Regions from separate parts of the Zea mays genome. Here region 1 is linked to region 2. Evidence: chromatin contacts called from public Hi-C data. All regions are on one chromosome and are shown on one strand. Each heading gives the region's core, a stretch centred on a gene start, on an enhancer-like site or on the middle of the called end of the contact. The rest is flanking DNA. Distances are from core to core; before and after follow the strand shown.

The links. Hi-C and Micro-C count contacts between places; a contact is called where the count stands out from the background.
Region 1: a Hi-C map of endosperm shows a contact between it and region 2, with 4 times the contacts expected there. The contact joins the promoter of LOC103647034 here to the promoter of LOC103647033 in region 2. A contact is called at or near these places in 9 of 25 Hi-C or Micro-C datasets (bundle sheath, ear, endosperm and 4 more).

Annotation. Positions count from the first base shown.
Region 1 is chr2:143,763,540-143,767,908 of Zm-B73-REFERENCE-NAM-5.0, forward strand. It overlaps LOC103647034, which reads right to left and starts at 1,855. Exons shown (of 1, transcript XM_008671606.4): 1 at 1-1,855. The coding sequence starts at 1,169.
Region 2 is chr2:143,633,772-143,638,335 of Zm-B73-REFERENCE-NAM-5.0, forward strand. It overlaps LOC103647033, which reads left to right and starts at 2,810. Exons shown (of 2, transcript XM_008671605.3): 1 at 2,810-4,317; 2 at 4,439-4,564. The coding sequence starts at 2,995.

The DNA of each region.
Region 1 (4,369 bases), core at 605-3,104, 130 kb after region 2:
ACCTGTCTCTCCAGCGGGTCCAGCCCGTCCTTGATGGCGGAGCACGCCGCGGCGAGTTCCGCTGCAGCCTCACGCAGCTCGGCCTCCCGCTCGCCGGTAAGCGGGACCGGCGCGGCGTCGATGGCCTCCGCGAGCCGCTGCGCGCACTTGTCCAGCGCGTGGATTTCCCTGAGCAGGCCGCACGAGCTGCGGCGGTCCTTGCGCCTCCCCTCCTCGGCGAGGCGTTCCTGGAGCGCGAGGAGCGGCGGCGCCCAGGGGAACGCGGCGCGCGGCGGCGCGGCCGGGAGGTGGTGCGCCTGCAGCGCGGCGGCGCGGTCCGGGCACGGCACGGCGGCAACGAGCGCCCAGGCGGCGAGGTGGAGCAGGCAGCCCATGGCGTAGGCCGGCGCGGCGAAGCCGCAGGAGGCCTCGGTGGCGCGCGGCGCGGCCAGGCCGGCTCCGATGGCCTGCAGCTGGCGCGCCGCCGACCAGGTGCGGGACACGCTCCACGACAGCGAGCGTAAGTGCGCGGAGGGCGAGGCGCGGGACGGCGACGCCCGCGCGCGGCCGAAGGAGCGGTTGCGGTGGGACGCGAGGAACGAGGCGAGCCCGCCGCCGGCGCCCGCGGAGGCGGCGGCGGCATCGTCGGCGAGGAGCAGGGAAAGGTCCGAGAGCGCCTTCCGCGCGCGCCAGAGCTGGCCCTCGTGCACCTGCCCCTCGGCGGGCGCCAGCAGTGCGGAGGCCGCCAGCCCCGCGAGGCGCTCCCAGCGGCGGGCCTGGTCCACGCCGTCGCGCGCCGCGTTGCAGACGTCGAGCGCCCTGACGGCGCGCTCGCCGACCTCCGCCACCAGCTTCTCCGCGTCCGCGGGGGCCGTGACCCCGCCGCCGCGGCGCCGCGCCTCGGCCACCGCCGCCCGGAACTCCTCCTGGCACAGCAGGAACGCCTCCAGCAGGCGCCGGACCCACGCGACGGACATGAACTCCTCCCCGCCGGGCGCGCTCAGGCCCGCAAGGCGCACAGCGACATGGGCGTGGAAGTCCCCGAGCTCCGGGCCGGCGCCGCGCGGCGGCGGCATCGCGGCCGCCGGGGCGTCGCGGCGGAGGGAGAGGAGCGTGCGGCCGAACGAGGGGAACGGGGACGAGTGGGCGTGCGTCGACGGGGAGGAGCCCTGGAGGTCCGTGGCCGGCATGGTGTCGGTCTCGGCGTCGGCGGACGAATCGAAGCGCGGATCTTGGACAGGGAATGGCCGACAGCGTTGTGGTGGGGTCGGTGGGGCTTTGGCTCAGTGGGTCCGTGGGCGCATGGCGGCCCAGCTCAGCTCAACTCGAGCAGGCGTTTTTCCGGTGAGATTGCGTGGGGGGATGGCGGTGGTGGATGAGTGAATGGTGATGGGGAATGGGGAGGGTGGCGTGGTGAAGCTATGTATATATGTGTGGGGATGGCGCGATTACGACCGGCATTACTTTTTTTATTGGTTTTGGAAGGTTTGGGAAGAAAGGGTCCGAAGCTCTCCCCCTCCTCGTTTGGGCTAATCATGGCGGTTGGAGTAGTTTAGCAGCGCTGTGTTTTCTTATCTTTGGGCGCAAATATCCCTCTGGTATCGTGCGGTGGACAGACCAACGCAAATCCCGCGATCTGTAGGGACCGGATCCGCAAAAAGGTTTAAAGGTACGTGCAGTGCAGGCGTAGCTCGTGCTCGTGCGTGCGACGGTACACGGGAGGCGGCGGCCATTATTCTACCCGTTTGGTTCTACCAGCAGATCGTGTATGAAACACGATTGTACACAGTTTATTTGGTGGAAGATATGAGACAAGGCCGAAGGAGATAGCCACTTCTTGTAAATTGTGCTAGTGTTGCATTAGCCAAAAAAAACTACTACAGTACCCTTATGTTATGTCAGCACACACTCATATTTGATATTCATAAAAACTAAATTTAATATCAAAGTGAACACATGTTCCAGATATCAGATATTAAACTGATAAGAATAAATATTAAATTTTACTTTAACCAAAAGGTATAAACTGATAAGAACAAATATACCATCGTATTTGATAGCGATAAAAGAATAGATTTAATATCAAAGTGAATATATGGTTCATATATAAAATATTAAATTGGATAAAACAAATATCACATACTATCTTAGACGACGAAAAAGTTACGAGTCAAACGCAATTCTAATCCCTTATTTTATAGCACTATATGAAAACGCTGTAATATATGTGGTCATGTGTCGTGTTGGTGGTGTTTCGTCTAACGGGGATCGCTACAGATGGTGGAGACCGGTCGAAATCCTCCGCCCGGGCGAGCAGTTGGCGGTCAGGTCATGTTTCAGCAATCAGCGGGACGATGGCGAGGCGGATTTTGGTTATGATTAGTAAAAGAAACCGAGTCGTTTGTTTGTGCCATGGTCAAGGTCCGCAAGGAAGAGCAGGGAGCAAGGAGCAGGTCCGTGACCGCGGCGGACGCGGGAGGGGTCGTCCAAGGGAGTAACGGGCTAGTACACGCGCACGCGACGCGGAGGGCGTTCCCACCAGCACCGCGGGCGCGCGAGCTTAGCTTACGGCGCTGCCCCTCGCCTGGTGCGGCGGCGTCGGCGGCCGACCGGGGGCAGTTTGGGGAGTCCTGGAGGCGCGGGCGAGCGCGGTGGGCCACGCGGACACGGACACGCGGCTGGGGAATGGGGATGGTGGTCTGGTCGCTCCCGCTACTCGTCTCGTGGTTGGCCTTGACCCCAGTGGGGCCCGGGCTCGGCGATTGCCACTGGGAAACGCTCGGGGAGGGGAGACCGTCCGCAGGTGGGTGGGTCCCGGTTCCCAGGCATGCAGTGGACGAGTGTGGGTTCAGACTTCAGAGTCCAGACTCCAGGGAGGGAGGGAGGGAGGTGAGACCGGACGGACGGGTGGCACGTGCCGTCGGCCGCGCGTACGGACCCGATCCCGACCCCAGCCGTTCACTTGAAGTGGGGCCCGCCCGTACAAGGGCTGCTTTCTTCCGGCTCCAGGCGAAAGCACAGTGCCGCAGCCGGCGTACGTACGGCACACACGCGTCACTGCTCGCAGAATCACCGACACTACCCTACGTAGCGTCGGCACACGCATCCGGCGACCACAGCGACGTGTTGAAGTATATCTAGTGGTAACGAGATTGAGAGAAACAAATGACAGTTGTAAGTCTATATTGCAGGGGAACATTGGATTATATACAGGCTGCAGGGTACTCCCCCAAGGGGTGCGACCCTTGGGTAGTAACCCATCGGATGAGTTTGATCACATGTGAATGTTTCGCAACACTCCCCCTTGATCAACCCAAATCCCTTTGATCACCTGAAAGTCGTCTTCCAATGTACCATCTCCTCAAAAACCCTGTGGGAAAAAATAAGGAGTACACAATGTCTTTTGGATAATGAGAATAATCCCATTTGAATTCCAAAAGAAAATATGCTTGTAATCATCATGCATAAAAACCTCTGTGGGGAAAAATCAATGATGAAGCATATAACTTAGTTGATATTACCTCATTAAAAACTTTAGATGAGAAAACCTTAACAAGGCAAAACTCATACAAAGAAAAGAGTGTAATATGATGGTACAAAACAGGTCAAAAATCATGGAGAATTACTCCCCCGATCCTTGCAAGCACTTAAGTCTTCTAATACCAATCACCTCAACACTTTTATGAAAACGTTGAGTATGGTAGAGATTTTGTGAATAAATCAGTATTGATTATCACAAGACTTTGTTTGCAAGATGTTTATATCTCCATTTTTCTGAAGTTCATGGCGATAAAACAATTTAGGAGCAATATGTTGCTCCTGATATAACCTGTTTCCATCTGAACAACACAAGCTCAATTATCCTTATAGATAATTGTCGGTGGTTCAATTGAACCATGGTATGACATTGTTCTCCCATGGACCTCTAGTCCAAAGAACAATAATATGTCTATAGTCATCATCTCAAAAACCCCAGTGGGAAAAATAAATGATGAGACATATAACTCAGGCAAATATTTTTTCCAAGATAATCTAGTCAGAAAATCTGAGAAATCAACATATCAGCTGAGTCTCCTTAAAAACCCAGTGGGAAAAATAAGGAGTGCAGTCATACTCTATTGTTGATCTATTTGAACTTTAGGGAGATAAACTCATATCCTAGTTCAAATACAACAATAACTATGTCATAATGTATAATCCTCGAAAACATCTACGGGAAAAATAGATGATACGACATAGACCTTGTGTTGATGTTGTCTCGTTAAAAACTTTGAATGAGAAACCCAAACAAGGGAAAAACTCATGCAAACAAAAGAGTACAACATGATGTATAAACAAGTTCTTCTGATCAAGAGGAAACTCCCCCTGATCTTTACAAATTACTAAGTCA
Region 2 (4,564 bases), core at 1,560-4,059:
CATGGATGGTAATTGAGCAAGTAAAATAGATTCAATTCGATATGTAAAAAATGAACAGTCCAATGTTATTTACTTACTAGTATGACAACTGAGCATCCATAAATCGTGGTGGACACATTAGAAGTGCTTCTTGTATGCCACTTTTGTGCAGCTTCACATAGGTCATTATAAATTAAGTGGCACCAGTCTATTTCGTGGAAACGGTCCATTTCTTCCGTCAATAACACTTCATGGTTGGATATGCCCCAGCTGGAAGTGGGGAACAACAATCTATTGAACAATATCAAAAAGAAGCATCTGATAGAGAGGTCATCATCATTTCCTTTTCTCAATCGGTCCTGAAGAGATGCAACAACAAACTCATCCTTGGACAATCCAAGTTCAGCCCTCAAGTTATTACCCGCCACTGCTTCATCGATTCCTAGTGGCTTACCACCGCCAGCATTCGGAAGGCCTAGTATAAGGTGGACAGTTTCTTTCGTAATTTTTAGTTCCTTGCCAACTCCAGGGCGAATAGTCATATCCTTGTGGTCCAACTTATCCATCAACCAACGAAGATGAGAACGGCTACCCAGTGCATCAAGTGTCATGTCAAGAATATTGGAAAATCCTTTTCTAGCAACGGCTTGTCGTTGCCTCTCATTCAATATCTTAATAGTTATAATCACATCCTGAGGGTTGCATCTAACATTGAGTTTCTGAAAATAATGTATGTTAAATGTTATGAAAACAATGAAATAAATGTGGCATTAGCTATAAAATTATAACTCATAATGTAAGGGATGCAACTAAAATAACATAATACCTAGTTAAATAAACTAAACTGCATTATCTGTAGACAATAAAAAAGTGTCCAAGTGTTGTAAAATAAATATGAAATTGTAAATGCAATTCAGAACTTGGAACATAACGTGAAAATTCGACTAGATTCATCCTTACTGTATACTACTAAATAATATATAATATGTTGTATCAGGTCATAATTATTGAATACTAATTAGTATTTAATATATATGAACTCATAAGTATAACATATAACCTGCCATGGAGTTTCTAATACTTTCGGCCTCTTTGTGCATGTCTTCCGTAAGATATTCATATGACTTCCAGCAGCATTACGCTTCTTTGTAGGTGTCATGAAGTCATCGTCGTCATTGCCAGATCCAGTTTGTTCATTGGCTTCATAAATAACAGATGGTTTCTCGACAGGTGCAGGACACTGATCAGAATGCTTTGTGTTTGGAGGAACTCCAATAGAGGCCGGCCGTGGTATCTCAACACTAAAGAATTCTTGGCTTGACTCAATTGTTATGCGTTTGGGATTAGCGGGAGGACGATCAACGGACTTCATTTTCTGGGGTAGAACAAACTAAGTAAATGAAAAAGAACATCAGGAAATAATACTATACCATACATAATAATGGAATAAAAAATAACATTATGAAACTGATGGGGTATGTATAGTGTGTGTATTGTGCATAACAACATATGTAGACAACGTAACTGAGAAGAAGGAATGCATAACAACAGATATGTGAAAACTCATATTTAAATAAAACAGTACATAGTGTGCATAAATACATTATGCAATATAATTAATAAAAATATGTGTATTATAAGTATCAGAAACAACACTAATCTATTGATTGCTATTGTAAAAAAAATAAATTGTGTTCATAAACAACACTCAGTACCTATATAAAAATGAACAGATTGTAACAAATATGCAATTGAAAAAATTGGAAGGCATTATCGGATACTACATATACTGAGGCGATTCAATTAATTTCGAATCAATTGAAGGGATGTAGAAGGGGCGGGGCGAAACTGATGGACATTAGCGAGTGAAATATGTAAAAGAATGGGGGAACTCGAAAAAATGAGAGGGGCAACGAACCAGGGAAGGAGGACGACGGCGGTGAATCGATGAACAGCGGAGATTACGGCGGTGGAAGAGGTGGGGGGCGGTGTCGTCGATGGCGATCGCAGGAGCGAATGACGGCGACGGGGAGGAACTGATTTTTTTAGGGTTTGTGTCTGTTGTCTGTTGTGGGTGGACCCGAGCTGAATTATTAGCTCGGTCGGCCCGCGGGGGAGCGGCGAGGGACTGTGGGTCCACTAGTCAGCGCACAGTCGGGTGAAGGTTTGGTAACTGCATGATCATAAGAAGCATAAATATCTGTGCAAAGTATCGTAAACAGTTTACAAAAAAATAATTAATCAAGACCCACGGCAAAGTGCGTAATATAATAAATCCCAAAATGATATGTAGTTGTCAACATCGAAGTATACAATCATAAATCCCAAATACTACACCACACCCGACCAAGCCGCATCGACATGTAAATTTATGAAACGGTTGGAGTCATAATATGCAAGTATAAACGCGGCCAACTACATCGCGGGTCGTGACCACGAAGCCGGAATACCCGCGCGGAGCATGCGCACACACCGTGTCAGTTACTTGTTTATGCATACGTAATTTGAATGAAACGGATGCATAAATGGTAATAGGGGGTGCGCACGTACGCCCCACCTTCAATCGGTGCATGTGCGCGGTACTCGGACCACCTGCCACGTCGACCCGCGCCCGGCACAACTAAACTGGCAGGGGCTCCCTGCATTAATGGAAGCCCAGGGCTCCTAATACTATAACTATATATATATATATATATATATATATATATATATATATATATATATATACTCTTTCGAATATTTTAAACAATGTATTTTTCAAACTAAAATACGTATAACAAATTAGTGAAAAATACTTACATACAAAAATTAAAATAAGACGTTGCTGGAAATAGGATCAGAAGAAGATACCTTATATTAGACACACCGTATGTAACTCTAGTAGTCTATTCAGTTGCTAGCTAGCTAGCTTCTCACGAGGTTTGACAATAGTGCTAATGAGCCGTCGTGGGGGAGGAAATCGTATCGTTTTTTTTTTTTTTTTTGTCTAGATCGAGTGGCCTGACCAGCTGATCCATGGAAGCTGCCATGGAAAGAATCGTGTACGACGTAGTAGAAGGAGACTACGGTGAATTCATCAAGGTGCTCCGCAGGGTGCTCGCCGAGTACGAACCCGCCGGCGACCGGCAGAGCGTGCTGGACTACCAGCACGCGCCCCACCCCGTGCTGCCACGGCAACGCAGCCCTCGCCGCCCGGCGCGGTGGATCCTCATCACCCTGCGGGTCCGCGACGAGGGCCACGAGACCACGCTGGCGGTCCGCGACGACAACGTCTACCTCATCGGCTTCAGTAACCGGCGGGGGAAGTGGTTCGAATTCGGCTTCGGCGGCGGCGACGGCGGCTGCAGGAGCGCGCAGGTGCTCCCGGCGGATTGGAGCTCCACCTTCCTGGAGTGCGACGTCGGCTACGGGGGCATGATGGTCGGCGGCGCCATGAGGCTGGTGGGTCTGGGGCTCGGCATGTGCTTCGCCAGAGACGCCGTGCGCCGGCTCTCGTCCTACGAGCAGGAACCAGGCGTCCAAGTGGACGACCGGACCAAGCGGCACCTGGCGCGGCTCATCGTCATGGTCTGCGAGGCTGCCAGGATGATCCCGCACTGCGAGACGGTGCTCGACGACTGGGACCGCAGCTCGGCCGCCATCACCGAGCGGCAGGTGCACTTGCTGTGGAACTGGGGGCGCATGTCGCACGCCGTGCTGATCTGGGACTGGTGGAGCAGGCACGGGAGCTGGAACGGGATACCTCCGCCGTGGCCCCCTGAGCTGCTAGCTCCGCAAGTTGATGTCAGGAACGTGGGACAGGCGCTGCAGATAGTGCAGCTGCTGCTTAACTGGTCGGAGGCGGGGCCGACGGCACTACCGTCGTGGCAGCCGCCGCCACCACCTCAGGAAACGGCGGGAGAGGGTGACGACAGCAGCGACAACTTGGGGCGCTACTGGAACGGCGGTGCCACCATCCCCCACGTCCTCGGCCAACAAGCCGGCCAATGCAGGCTGGAGATCTTCGGCGTGCGCGCTGGTTTCTACATGCGCGGCGCCGCCACCATCTCGGTCTTTGACGGGAAGCGCGGCCAGGTCATCTACAGTAATAACGACGACGACAAGCTGGACGGCGACGATGACATTGCTGGTCGAAGAAGAACCATGCTGGGCTCACTGGATCACGAGAATGGTGACTGTGACAGCCACCATGGACGACATTTCAGCGAGTGGAGGATGTTCGCCCAACTGCGCTCCTTCTACAATCGGGCTGGAGTTGGATTTGGTGGCTGGTGGAACCGCCACAGCGAGACGAAGACCATCGTCACCAGCAAGCGGGAGAACGGGTCGACGACGCTGGTGAGCTCTCTCATCTGTATTCTACACTAAATTATGAATTACTCTTGCATTGTCCGTCTGTCATCTGAAAATTTATCTCTCGCTGTATCGGCGTCTGAATGGTTGGTGGTTTTCTCACAAGGTCCAATTCGACCAGGGGCATGATCTGGTGCTGACTGGACCCTACAGGGCCATCTCTGCGTACGGGAGCGTCTCCGTTGAAATCGACAGCTCCACCACGACAGACTCCTCCAACTCCTACATTGAA